2 separate regions of the Oryctolagus cuniculus genome follow, and region 1 is linked to region 2. Evidence: chromatin contacts called from public Micro-C data. All regions are on one chromosome and are shown on one strand. The core of a region is the stretch at or near the end of the contact, and the rest is flanking DNA. Distances in the headings are between cores, read along the strand shown.

Region 1 (7,188 bases), core at 93-2,592, 220 kb after region 2:
ATGTGCTGCCGAGAGGCAGGAAGGGATCAGTCGCAGAAGGGTCTCTTGGCAGGCATCCTTGAGGCACACCGGGGCAAAGACTCTGTGAGGAATGACCTCCTGAGTAGTGGCAGTAGCATTCTGGAAGCGGCAGGGATATTCCATGTGACCACAGACACCAACACATCTGGGGAACGACACGAAACAGATAGATGTACTTATTGGTAAATCAGGCTTATTCTGCTTGCCCTGGTGGTAAGGAGATCACGTAGACATGGACAACTTTAAGGAGGCAGAGGTTCAGACAGGCTCATACAGCAAAGACTGCATCTGAATTCTAGGTTCCTCTGCTTCTGTGAGCAGTAAAAATCACAATACTTACTGACACGCTCACATCAATTGAGGAGCTTCAATTTAAGTGAAATGGTAAAATCTTGTTTTAGAATAAACTGGGGGAGGTGAGCTCAAGATGCAAAACAACAAAACAAATTCCCATCAAAACAAAAATAATTACTGCTCTCAGTAACGTGCTTTCAAATATCACCATATGAAAAATCTCTGCCAATCAAGTAGGATTCATGACACAGAAAGGAAGGGACGAGGCTGTCAAATTCAAGACCCTGTTCTGAAATTTCCTAGATTGAAAGACTTGGACTCAAGTAGAACATGCACCATGCTGCAGCTACAAGTTCAAACTTTTTCCAAAGAACACAACCCATTTTACTAAAACGTTACCTAGGTATTCTCTATAAAGCCCGTCTAAGGTTGCTGTTAAAGAATACTGAGCATTTTCTCAAATTCACTTTCAGTATAAATTTAACCAAGTCAACCTTTTAAGGAAAACAGACCAGAGCCCAGCCCGCACCATCTGACCACTGCCAGTTATTATGCCAAAGGCGGGGCTGGAAGAGAATTCCTAGAACCTGACTCACAGGCCTCAAAAGAACTTATCAACCCAAAGAAACCTACATCAAAGGGAACTCTGTTTTTTCACCTGTTAACGGGTCTTTATTCAAACACAATGGAAAGCCTCTCTAATTTTAAATTAAAAATTATAATTCTAACTATAGGTGCTTATTTGATTCACAATGGACACTGAAAAAAAATCTTAAAGAACTAGCATGTCCCAATATGGGCAGCCTGCAACAAAAATTCCTCTCCAAATTTATGAAGTGCCTTCCACCCATCCAAGGCCAGCTAAAAAGACCCATGGGGCTATCTAAGGAAAGCTCGCCCTTCACCAGCATGGTGAACAGAATACAGCTTCCAGCCCAATGACACTTCATCTCTGCAGAGGCAAGACCCACAAAAGCTTCTGCCAGGATAAGGTGAAAAGAGGAGGAACAGTGGACACAGAACTCAGGCCGACATCTCTGAACTGACAATACCAGGTGGTAAACACTGAACTGAAAGCTTGCAGCTTCTACCTCATGACAAACACTGAGTTGTCACATCAATTCCAGCACAGTGAAAAAGGCCAGTCCTTGCCGGCACCGCAGCTCACTAGGCTAATCCTCCACCTTGCGGCGTCGGCACACGGGTTCTAGTCCCGGGTTGGGGCGCTGGATTCTGTCCCGGTTGCCCCTCTTCCAGGCCAGCTCTCTGCTGTGGCCAGGGAGTGCAGTGGAGGATGGCCCAAGTCCTTGGGCCCTGCACCCCATGGGAGACCAGGATAAGTATCTGGCTCCTGCCATTGGATCAGCGCGGTGCGCCAGCTGCAGCGCGCTGGCCGCGGTGGCCATTGGAGGGCGAACCAACGGCAAAGGAAGATCTTTCTCTCTGTCTCTCTCTCTCACTGTCCACTCTGCCTGTCTATATATATATATATATATATATATATATATATAAAAGGTCAGTCCTTGAATTCACCACCACAATATCTTTTTCTAATGTGTTTACACAGGTATGCAATCTGCTATAGTAAGTCAAGCTCATACACTCTCTACTGAAAAGCTTTCAGAATATATTAGATTATTCTGGTTGCATGAATGAACATTATTTTGCATGATAAATCCAAGGAGAAGATGAAGAACTTTAAGTCATCCAAGCTATGGACAAGTAAGACCAGTAAGTTTCCCAAGAAAAATGAAAATGGTGTCAGGGCAACAACATGTGGGCTCTCACACAGGGATCAGGAAATGTGGGCTTCAGCGGATGCTCTCTACTAGGGCCTGGGAGGGCAGTACAAGATGGCCCACGTCCTTGGGCCCCTGCACCTGGAAGAAGCGCCTGGCTCCTGCCTCCCGGCTTCGGATTGGTCTGGCTCCAGCCTTTGCGGCCCTTTGGGGAGTAAACCAGTGGATGGAAGACTTCTCTCTCTGCCTCTGCCTCTCTGTAACTCTGTCTTTCAAATAAATAAATAAATAAATAAATAAATCTTTAAAAAAATATGTCCATGTCCCACTTCAGAGTATATCAGTTCAATTCCTGGCTCTGATTCCTAACTCCAGCTTCTTGCTAATGCAAACTTTGACAGGCAGTGGTGATGGCCCAAGTAGTTGGGCTCCCAGATTAAAAGTTCCTGGTCCTGGTTCCAGGCCTGACACATTCCCTGCCATTGGGGGCACTTAGGGAGTGAACTAGCAGGTAGCAGCTCTCTCTCCCTCTCTCTCTAATTAAACAAAGAAACAAAAAACAACTTGAAAGGATCTATGACTATGACAGCTAACCACAGGAGCCTTCCTTCGCAGGACAGCCTTGTTTCTGAAGAGGTGTGGGAATACTGTGCTTTCGCAGAGTCAGGAACAGTGCCACAGGCCCGGCGTCACCCCCAAAGATGTTTTATCTTTGCATACACTTTATAACTCCAAAGAAGCTCTCTTCCCCCACCACGTCCTCTCTAGATTATAGAACCTCCGTGCCTTTTCTTTTTCACAGTGCCCATTTTCTGTGCCTTTAATCATTTTTGTGGCATTCCTCTGGACTTTATCCAAGTTTCCATGCTGCCCTTAAACCATACAGTCCCAACAAAGGCCTTGAGAGGTTAAACAGAATACAGCACAAAGATCCCCCTGTGGCTGGAAAAGGTTATACTGCAGCTGAGTAAAATTCATAAAGTTTTGACAGTGTATCTGAGTGCCTCATAACTAATGCATTTACTAAAATGCTCACCTAGAGTGGGCTGCAGCCGGTGTGAAACTGGAGCTGGAGGAGGGAATGTTCTCCCTATGAGTTTGCTCACATGAACAGTGATCAAAAGTTCAGTGACCGACACGTTGGTCAAATTTCTGGAGCCCAGATGAACACTTAAGCAAATGAGACCCCTGTAAAAGTTAGATTTCTACGAATTCAACTGGTGGTCTTCAGAAGTTTTGAAGTACAAAGGGGTTAGGGAAGGCAAGGGGGACCAGATGTGGACGTAAGCAAAAGCACCACTGCGATTGGCACTTCAGAGCGCCTCTGCTGGCAAACTTAGCACAGAGTCAGAGATCTCAGGGAGGAAAACACAAAGCCACTTCTGACGACTGGAGATAGCACACGCTGAAGCATGCGGCCGGGGCAGGCTTAAGCAAATGTAAGCTATTATTTTATCAGCAGTACAGTCTTGATAGACAAGCACATTGATAAATGAAGGGAAAACTTAGTCACAGTCTATCAGATGTGGTAGGGAGAGAGGGAAGAGCCGCGTTCCCCAAATCTGCCACTTCCCTAAGACAACACCTGCCCTAGAGCGGCACTTGCCCTCTATCCAGCTCACCGGCCTGGCTCAGCCACACTGTGCTTTCCGTTTGCATCTACTTGCCCTCTGAGAGCATACTTTGGGGCCTGCTGTCTGTCATGTGTTAGGCAGGCTCTGTAACTGTGTTGTGGAGGCTGGCAGCAGTCCAGCTGGGTTGGTGACTGCGTGGGTCAATGTATTTAGTGTGGAAGTGGAGTATTAGCCCATGAGACCATGAACTTAGGCACTTGCTTGGTCCAGCTTTTGCCAATAACAAAACCTTTATTTTGATCTCCTTCTGTTCTGCAGTCAGGAGGACAAGAGAGGAGTAGCACACACGTACCCCTTCCCCTGAACCCCATCAGCAACTGCAGACATCATCTCCTCTCAGAATCCCCATTTGGTTTGGTCATTTTCTCCTCCTTTCAGAATAACAGATGCAAGAACAGTTGAGAGGCCACTGCAGCTGCTTCTGGGCAGGAAGGAGTGGTGGTTGTGGCCCACGCCCCCACCCTGTGTCTCCAGGGAACACCGCTACAAGGGCAAAGTAACACTTCTTTCTTTGGCTTCCCCTAGCCTTCTTAAGGCCCGCAGTGATCAGTTGCACATCTTCTCTAAGAACCAATCACCCCCGAGGCTTTAGATGACAGCAGAGAATTTCTTCACTAGGATGAGCTTGAGAAACCAGGAGCAAAGTCCTCATTCTACATTTTAAGGGAAGTGTAGCTTTGCCCAGAAAGCTGTATCCAACTAGTAAGGATAGCACCCTCAGGCTCAAAAGCAGCTAACACAAAACCTCTACACTTAACTTCTGTTTTCCTTCCAACACGACATACTCGTACCATCAGTAACAGAGCTGCGTCATGCTGGCGCCTCCTCAGGTGGGGAGGTGTATCAGACTGTGGTGATGCACAGATGTTGGGTACCAGTTTTTAAAGTCCCCAGGTAACATTCAGAATCAGCTCTCCAGAGAGTCAGGTGTGGATCAGAATCCAAGGTATTATTCCTCAAAAGGCACACAAATCTGAACAAGTTACTATCTGAGTCTCGGCATCCTTATCTAGAAAACAAGAATACAGCCTGCCTAGCTTCCAGGCTTCTTTCCAGGGCTCAAAGAGATGATATTTAGGTCAAGACTCCCTGAGTTCAAGAAACCAATGGCTTCTGTATCAATTCAGGGTAAGTTAGGATATGCTATAGTAACAAACAACCCCAGCACTTCAGTGGCTTAACAAAGAGTTTACTTCTTGCTCATACCAAGTTCACTGCGGATCCAAGTGATTCTCCAGGGCATCTGTCCTCACTCAGAAATTCTGGCTGCCCTCATTTGCAAAATGACGAATACTCAGACCTCAGTGTAGGGAAAGAGAGCATGAGAAGGTCTCTCATATAGTAAGTGTTCTCTCATGGAAACAGCGTGTGTCACTTGTGCCCACAATTCTCTTCTTCCTTCTAGAGGACATAAGCAAAGTCTAGTAAACTATCCAGGATATCCATGTAACTCAGAAAAGATGGCCCAAAATAGATGTATTCCTGAGCAAGAAGAACCTCCCTTCTTCCAAAAAGGCAAAATGCAGGCAGTAATATATACCTACCAAAAGAGACAGCACGTGGCCTCGCCTCTTAAAGAGATGGACATGAGGGGAGTCTGCACTAAGAGTGTGTCGTAGCTGTTTTCAAAGGCGGACTAACCATCTGTGCCATTCTGTAGGGCTTTCTTCACCCAAAGGTACTGACTTCATGGCTTTCTGTATATTGGAAGAATAATTCGATTCATCCTGCTGGCCGGCACCACGGCTCACTAGGCTAATCCTCCGCCTTGCGGCGCCGGCACACCGGGTTCTAGTCCCAGTCGGGGCACCGGATTCTGTCCCGGTTGCCCCTCTTCCAGGCCAGCTCTCTGCCTGTGGCCAGGGAGTGCAGTGGAGGATGGCCTAAGTGCTTGGGTCCTGCACCCCATGGGAGACCAGGAGAAGCACCTGGCTCCTGCCATTGGATCAGCACGTTGCGCCAGCCGCAGCGCACTGGCCGCAGCGGCCATTGGAGGGTGAACCAACGGCAAAGGAAGACCTTTCTCTCTGTCTCTCTCACTGTCCACTCTGCCTGTCAAAAAAAAAAAAAAAAAAATGATGCCAGCTTCAGTGCCTCTATTCCCCTTTCCTCTTTTGGTCTTGTGAGAGTTTCCATGTGTCCCATGTCCCTACAGAGGCCAACCAGCCCCACTGAGGGAGGCTATCCCCACAATGCACCGGTAACAGCAATCACTGGAACCAAAACAGCATAGTGGTATGCAAAGTGATCCATCAGGCAAGCAGCTTCTTCATTGTTTTTGATCATATATAAGCACTGAAAACCCGTGTTAAGATGTAGGAAGAGAGGAATTGTTGAATCTAAGGAAGCTTCTCATTTAACCAAACGTATGAAAATATTTCACCTGACTTCACACAGAGGATTTATACAGATACTTGTATCTACTGCTCTCTTTCTGCATAAACAATATGCCCACATTTCTGCCTCTTAACCCTCTTTCCTTCCCAGTAGGGCTTTTCCTGCTTTGATTAATCCTATTTTGGTTTAGTTTCTCAGCAGGGATGACTCATATTCCCAGTGCCTGGAAGAAATGCATCATACTGCTCCCTCAAGTGTTTGTTTCTCTGCAAGTTCCCAAGCACAAACCTGAAGTCGGCCTGGGAAGATGGGACGGGTCTCTCTGAGGGTCGATCATCTGATGAGCATGGCTCTGGCATCACTTCTGTCCAGCATCCCACTGCGACTGTGAAAGTGGAAGCTGGCATCGGCATGGTGACATAGTAATGCCAGCTGGAGCATCCTACAAACAGAAAGACAAATGCTATGAGGAGGCAACACATGGCTCTCAACCTTCCTCTATTTCTTCTCTTGAGGCACGGTGAAGAGCTCATGTGATTAACTGGTAAGAGGCAGGTCACATCCACTAGAGGGGCATTATTTCAGAACTCAGGAAAGGCGCAAAAGGGATGATGGTTTCAAGGCAGCCAAGGAGTATTGGATCTCTCCCAGTGCTCAGACTGAGGCTATAAAGGGTGGTGGCTGAGGTGGTCACTCAGAGCTGCAAACACAGAAGGGCTTCACTGTGTGCTCGAGTAGAAGAGTGTGTCTTATTCATGCTGATTGCCTAGCATAGTATTTGGTATAAAATAAGGTGCTTAACTGATATTTGTTGAATATTAATTCAACAATCCATTCAAGGAATATCCATTCACAAAAGAATGACCACTTTTGTGTGATAACTAAACCATATTGTCCAAATTAAATTCAAACAAATCTAGGTTGATGCAGATCACAAATTTTGAGATTAAGGATGTTCAACCAGTAAATATTCCCAAGTTAGAAAAAAAATCTGAAACATGGTAGGGCCCAAGCATTTCAGACAAGAGATACTCAACATGAAGTGGAAATCACATGAGCCTAAGGAAGGGAGTCCTTGGTTTTTAGTTCCAACTCAAACCAATGAGCCGGGCAGGTTCAAGTCTTATCCCCATTCTTGTTATCTGTTTAGCTGCTCTCCCACT
Region 2 (6,906 bases), core at 3,922-6,421:
CTGGGGGCTGATAATATCTACTGATGGAAAGTGGAAGATGTGCAAGACAAGCCCACGGAGTGGCCCCAGCCAGGAAAACAGGCCACAGAGTGCTAAGGGTGAGGACAAGCTCTCTGGCATTCTCCCATTGTCCTCAACCAGGACCCCGAGGCTGTCCCCAGCCCGCAGACCATGATGTGGGTGCCTGTACCTTAGGACCATCTTGAAAAATCCCTGAACAAGAGATTCTGAACAGGGAAACAGAACAAGTACCCAAGTGGTAAGCAGGCCAATCCGAGAGAAGCGGCATGGGATGATCTTTGGGCGAGGGTGGCAGGACAAAAGTCCATCTTAGGAAACGTGAAAGGCTGTGGGAAAGAGCCAGACAGGCAGGAAATCAGAAATGCTGTCTTTACCCCCTCCTCTCTCTCCACTCCCCTGAGTATTTCCCCTACTTTGAGAAAGCCACAGACCTGTTCTCCCTCCGCCGTCAGCACATGCTCAGGCCTGACTACGGAAGTGGCCCTGTCTCAGGGGCAGGCCCTGTTGACAGGGCAGTCACCACACGACGGCCTCTGGCCTGTGACACCCACGGAGTTGCTCTCACCGCTGACAAGAGGAGAAGTGCCTCAGACAAAAGGGCCAGAATGTTCCAGAGCCTCCGCGCTGCCCTCACCTGCCCGGGAGCCTGCAGCTGAACTGCTGTTTTTCGTCCACCGAGGTTAAGAATATTCCAAGAATGTCAAGGACTCACGGCCCCTTGCTCCCATTCCAGCTCTCTCACATCCCTTACTCTTGTTTAAAGTAAACCTCACGGGGGGAAAAGCAGGCCTCAGGTGAGAAGCAGCAGCCACCTGTCTGGTCTGATACTCCCAGCTGGCTAATACGCCATTTGATGTGAAAATTAGCCCAGATTAAAAAAGAAAAATTCCTTCCCCATAAAAAATTCAAACACGCTCATAATTCAGAGGGCAGGTGGCGGTGCTATCCTTAGCAATTAGGGAGCCAGCGTCAGTCCACTGGGCTTTGTCCACTGACCCTTTTAACCACTGGAAAATGATGTTTGATTATCAGGGAAGGCTACGGCTTATCGTTAAAAACTTTGTTCTAAAAAAAATATATTGATCCTTGATTACATAAGCAAGGTCACTCCGAGACACCTTTTTAAATCATTCATAGCCCATTACCCACAGCTCAGACGACGGGGGACCACTCTGCAGTATGGGAGCAGGTTTCTGTTACCGAGTCAGCACTTCAGTGACCTTATTAACTAATCTGGGCCAGTTCTACCTGAGAGTAACAGTTACAGTAAACTCACCCCCAGAGCTGCGTGTCTGTGTGCGTGCGTTTGGGTGTGTGTGTGTGTGTGTGTGTGCGCGCGCGCGCTGGGGGAGGGGGTCTCAAAATCTGCTTCTGAAAACTTCCCGAGATTCTTCACGGTTCAGGATGCCAGCAAGCACCATGTCTGTGGAGAACCAAATGTTCTGTAAACAGAGCTCATGAAGACCACAACCCAAACAGCTCCAATGACTTCAGCTCAAACTCCTGCGGAGGAGCCTGCGGACGGAGCGTGAGGCCGTGTCTGTCCACCCCATGGGGCAGCGTCCTGGCCAGCCCAGGAGCCTGGTGTTCCTCCTTCACCTCTGCAGTGCATGCTCCGGCCCCTCCACAGAAGCACACTGGCCTCCTCTAGCATCTTTCTTTTTTTTTGCTTTTAAGATTTTTTTTTAAAGATTTATTTATTTATCTGAAAAGCAGAGTTAAACAGAGGCAGAGGCAGAGAGAGAGAGAGATCTCCTATCTGCTGGTTCACTCCCCAGATGGCTGCAAAGGCCAGAGCTGGGCCAATCCAAAGCCAGGAGCCAGGAGCTTCCTTCAGGTCCCGGGTGCAGGGGCCCAAGCACTTGGGCCATCTGCTGCTGCTTTCCCAGGCCACAGCAGAGAGCTGGATCAGAAGTGGAGCAGCCCATATGAGAACCAGCGCCCCTATGAGATGCTAGCACTGCAGATGGCAGCTTTACCCGCTACACCACAGCGCCGGCCCCTATTTTTTTTTAAGATTTATTCAGGGCCCAGTGCTGTGACACAAAGAATGAAGCCACCGTCTGCAGTGCCAGCATCCCATATGGGCACTGGTTTGAGTCCCAATTGCTCAACTTACAATCCGGCTCCTTGCTAACACACCTGGGAAAAGCAGCAGAGGATGGCCCATGTCCCTGGGCCCATGCACCCACGTGGGAGACCTGAAAGAAGCTCCTGGCTTTGGGCTGGCCCAGCCCCAGCTGCTGCAGCACTGGCTGAGGGCTGTGCCAGGCCAAAGCCAGGAGCTTCTTTCAGGTCTCCCACGCGGGTGCAGGGGCCCAGGGACTTGAGTCATCTTCCACTGCTTTCCCAGGCGCATCAGCAGGAAGCTGGATTGGAAGTGGAGCAGCCGGGACTCAAACCGGTGCCCATATGGGATTGCTGGCACTGCAGGCTGTGGCCTAACCCACTACGCCACAGCACCGGCCCCCTTCTCTGTCATCTTAACCCTGGGGACGCTTCAGCCGGCTCCCAGAAGCCACCCAATATCTGGCCGTGGCTACATTTCCTGGTCAGCACTGTTGGTTCTCAGGGCTCCTTGCACTGCTGACGACAAACTAAAAACTGCACGGTGGCACTGGAAAAGGCCAGCGCTGACAACATAGACACCACTGTCTGTAAGCTGTCGTCACCCAGGGACAGCTCTTGGCTGAATGCTTCACTGCGGAACTGCCTGACGGATGAGGAAAGCAGGGCTCACACAGGCTGGTCTGGACAAGGCAAAGCAGCCAGAGAGGGATGAGGATGGGATATCGGTCTGTCCATCTGACTACATGTTCGACGTGTTAGGGACTACAGAGAGGGGAGGGGTACTCAAAGATTCCAATGCAACTGTGGTGACCACAGCACCAGCGGCAGTCACCCCCCGCGTTCTGTGGGGAGAGATGTTAATGGGAACTTGGGGGCGGTGGAGGGGGGAAAAGTGTTCAGCACCAAGAATGACATTTTGCCTGCTAACAAAACTAGTCAGGAAAATGGGAAGCAAAAGGCTCTCCACAAAGCAACTCTTTTAATTGAGATGTTGTTACAGCATCTGCATCATTTAAAATCTGCACTGTTTCTACAATGGCATTAAGATATACTATGAGGAACTATCTTTTTAAAAACAACAACAGGGACTGGAGCTATGGTGCAGCAGGTAAAGCAGCCACCTGCAGTGCCGGCATCCCATATGGGCGCCAGTTCGAGTCCCGGCGCCTGGTTCTCATATGGGCTGCTCCACTTCTGATCTAGCTCTCTGCTATGGCCTGGGAAAGCAGCAGAAGATGGCCCAAGTCCTTGGGCTTCTGCACCCGCATGGAAGACCTGGAAGAAGCTCCTGGCTCCTGGCTTCAGGTCAGCTCAGCTCTGGTCATTGTGGTCATTTGGGGAATGAACTAGAAGATGGAAGATTCTCTCTCTCTCTCTCTAACTCTGCCTTTCAAATAAAGAAAGAAAGAAAGGTTTAAAACAACGGCAACAACAGCATCAGTACTTGCATTTCCAAGTCTGGCGGTAACCAGGGTTTCACGGGACAAAGCCCCCGCTCTCTCTGCCCTCTCAGCCTTGAGGTAAAGGGTGTGCCTCGCCCTCCGGACGCCTGGAATGTCACTGTGAAGGCAGGAAAGGCGAATGCTGCCGGCCGCCCACACTTATGAACCTCCCTCTCTCTCCTTCTCTTCCACAATGCATGATCTCAAAAACAGGTGTGACAGCAAAAATAAACGCTGAGAAAGTATGACTCCGTGGTTCAGAATCCCCGGTCATCGCTGGGGATTAGTCCCCTCTGTGTTCCAACTCTGTAGAAGGGAAAATCCTGTAGTGAGTCTGATTTCTGCTGTTACCTTGAACCCCAGCCACCCAGGGCTCCCGGGAAAGGGAGCATGAAGTCCCGCAGAACGAGGCAGAATGCGGTTATTTTCCGCCGCCCGCTCCGAGCCGGATCTGAGCCACCTTCACTTTTTCCATGGAGCCGCTCCCCAGGCTGGCTCATGATGACAATGAGTTTGCATTCCGCACAGGGCAGTCCTCTGGGGGCTAAGGCGTCGGTCTGGTCGGCCGTGAGTCACAGTCAGCTGCAAACAGAGCCAGCTCTGGAAATAGCCCCTGCAGCATCCGTCCAAGACGGGAGACTGCTCAGCCCAAAGCTCCCTGCTCTGCGGCGTGTACGCGTGCACCCGCGCTACACACACCAGGCAAGCTCGTACCTCTGCTGGGGGCAATTTCAGCATCGCTTAGGTCTTAGAGGAGAATCTGGTGTTCTGAGCAGACCCAAACCCCTGACCAGAACCCCTGACTTTAATTTCTAACACAGACTCACAAAGTCTGGATTCTCAAGACAGGCGTGTCATCCGGGCATGTTCTTCCCAGCACCTTTCATTTTGCTGGGCGGGGGGGAGGGTGCTGGGAGAAGCCTCCACGACCCCACACCCCCACTCTTCCTCCCTCCGCACTAGCCTTACGAATCTGTCAGAAAACACAAGCACCATGCCTACTCACCTTGCCTGGCCAGCAGCATGGACAGTTCTCTGGAACTACCTCTTTCCTAATCTGAGTTCAGCATCGGTTTTATCAACACTGTTTTGGCAGAGGGGAGGGTCGAGGCAAAGGAATTTGATTTTGGCCTATAAGCAAACAGCCAGGCCTGAGTACAGAAAAACTTCACTTAGCTCTAAATGTGCACCGTATCAAGGTAGGAATATGCACAAACATGGGAAGCAGCCTTGTGTTATGGCGGAAAAAAATCCTAACACATACATTCAAAAAAAAAAAAAAAAAAGAGCTGCACAGTGAGGACAAAGGCACTATGCCCTTACTGCATTCCACAGTTATCTGGCCACACGTCTGTGTGATTAACACCACCACCACCACCACCGTATTTTCATGTCACAGTTGCTTGGTCTGTAATAAGCATCACATACTTCAAGTCATCTGTGCCTTGTAAAATCCTCTAATTTAATATGAAAAGCAGAATTTCACCTCAACCCTTGCAGACCCCCAGCTGTGTCACCACAGGACCCCTACTTGCTCCTGGGGGTGACTGAGCACTCCAAACCTGGCACAGTATGCCTCTAATCAATCCAAGCAGGGAAGGCCCTGGGACGGCTCTTCCCTCCAGAGGGGCTCCTAGGCCACGAAGGGTGGCCTTGGAGGGAGACTCTGCTCCGCCACACGACAGGGTCCAGCCCAACAGACTTCTCCCCCTGGACCCAAATCTGTCCTGCGTCCAGGTTCTACCTGGGGAGCTGCCCAGGCACACAGCTGGAAAGAGCAAGGGATGGGCCATGAGTTCAGGGCCTGGTACCAGAATCAGGAATCAGAGCCTGCCAGGGCCCACGGGGCTCCCCTGTGCAAGGCATGCTGGGAAGGCCTGTCTCAACTCTCACGACTCCAGCCCTGCAGCTTCCCAAACAAGGCGCTGGACTCTGGCCTCGGCCGCTGGACTTTCCCTGCGAGCACCCTTCTCCCCCACTTCCTGCCTGAAGGCCCGGCATGCACACACGTGTCCAGGACCTCGCGTAGCTTCCGTGACTCATGTCCGCTGGCATGCTCCTCCAGTCGCCTGATGGATCGTTTTCCCAGTCGCGGTGGACAGCTTCTTGCTCGTGCTGACTCTGTTCTCTGAAGCTGCCTCTGACTCTGTTCTCTGACGCTGCCTCAACGCTTTCCTTTTTCCTGACGCTCTGTGCAGCAGCGCGCTGCCCCCAGACCAGCTTCCCCCAGCTCCAGACACTGAGAAACTCACTGCGACCCAAGGACCGTTTCAGAGAGACACAGTCATTTCACAGACAACTAGAGCCCTCCACTCCCGACCCCACCCCGATCCATCAGGATACAGATTAAAACGCTGCCACCCCTGAACACGAAAGGTAATGGGTAGTTCAGACAGGAAACAGCCACGTGAGGACAGCAGTAATGGGCCCAGCAGAAAGTGCCTTCCATTAACTGGGTGGCTGTAAAGCTCCCGCAGCCGTCGAAGGAACTCAAAATCAAAGTATTTCAGGCAAGTGGAACAAGCAGAAAAAAGCTACAATTAATTGAGTATTAAAAAAAGATCACAGATCCATCTAAAAATGAAGTTCTGCCAGCGCACCAATCTTATCACCACGCCTGAGAGATGCTTGGGGGGGGTGGACTTCTAGTTTGGAGGCGCAACAGTCACAATTTATTCTGCTGTAACAGACAGAGTGACGGGAGATGTAAACGAAACGACACAGTAGCTCTGAGAAACACAACTGGTTTTCCCCAAACAAAGCCAAAAGACGAGGACAGAACATAACAAACTCATAAAAAAGGACTACTGCTATATTTGCTGCTGGCCAAGGAACAGTTACAGGAAGACACCAAGGCTAATTTTGTTTCTTTTAGTCTATAAATAAATGCAAGAATGTCTTCCTGTCTCACTGTCACAGAGGAGAAAGAACACGAGTGAATGGCATTACTATCCACAGGCCGCAGGTGACCAGCCTTGCACAAGGTCTTTGTTTTTTGAAGAATGTGTTCTGAAGTGTATGAACTATTTAAGGAGTGCCAGCTGTCTTGGACAAGCCACCTCCCTAACTCCCGCCTCTTCTGCAGGACTGCACGGAGGTAGCACATTCCCCGTGGGGCCAGCTTTGCCAGCCAGACCTGACTGCCCAAGGCGGGCCCCACATGGTCAGGCAGAGGGTGAGGAGAGCCTCTCAGAGAGGCTAGCACACTCCTGCAGCAAACAGACTCCTTTCAGGAGACACAATCCCACAGGGGATTAGCAGGATCATTTGTGAAAGATGAAAAAGAAAGCCATACCTAACAACGCTGAAAGGACACAGTGGGTTCTGAGTCACGAGAGCTGGGAGTCGGAACACAAACAGGTTGCTACAACTC

What was found. Hi-C and Micro-C count contacts between places; a contact is called where the count stands out from the background.
Region 1: a contact with region 2 is called in a Micro-C map of ear pinna, with 3 times the contacts expected there. The contact joins two enhancer-like sites. A contact is called at or near these places in 4 of 6 Hi-C or Micro-C datasets (ear pinna, embryonic fibroblasts, psoas muscle and 1 more).

Annotation. Positions count from the first base shown.
Region 1 is chr1:142,753,034-142,760,221 of mOryCun1.1, forward strand. It overlaps AOPEP (aminopeptidase O (putative)), which reads right to left. Exons shown (of 18, transcript XR_011379142.1): 4 at 6,314-6,467; 5 at 1-166. Among named protein-coding and RNA genes, the nearest start is that of AOPEP, 92 kb to the right of the region's middle. Within about 2 kb of position 1,343, at least 2 of the 8 cell types and tissues checked have an H3K27ac peak or open chromatin away from gene starts, as enhancers often do. A contact at or near this core is called in ear pinna, where this site is marked.
Region 2 is chr1:142,524,325-142,531,230 of mOryCun1.1, forward strand. The region is part of intron 13 of AOPEP (aminopeptidase O (putative)); the gene reads right to left. Among named protein-coding and RNA genes, the nearest start is that of MIR23B, 57 kb to the left of the region's middle. Within about 2 kb of position 5,172, at least 4 of the 8 cell types and tissues checked have an H3K27ac peak or open chromatin away from gene starts, as enhancers often do. A contact at or near this core is called in ear pinna, where this site is marked.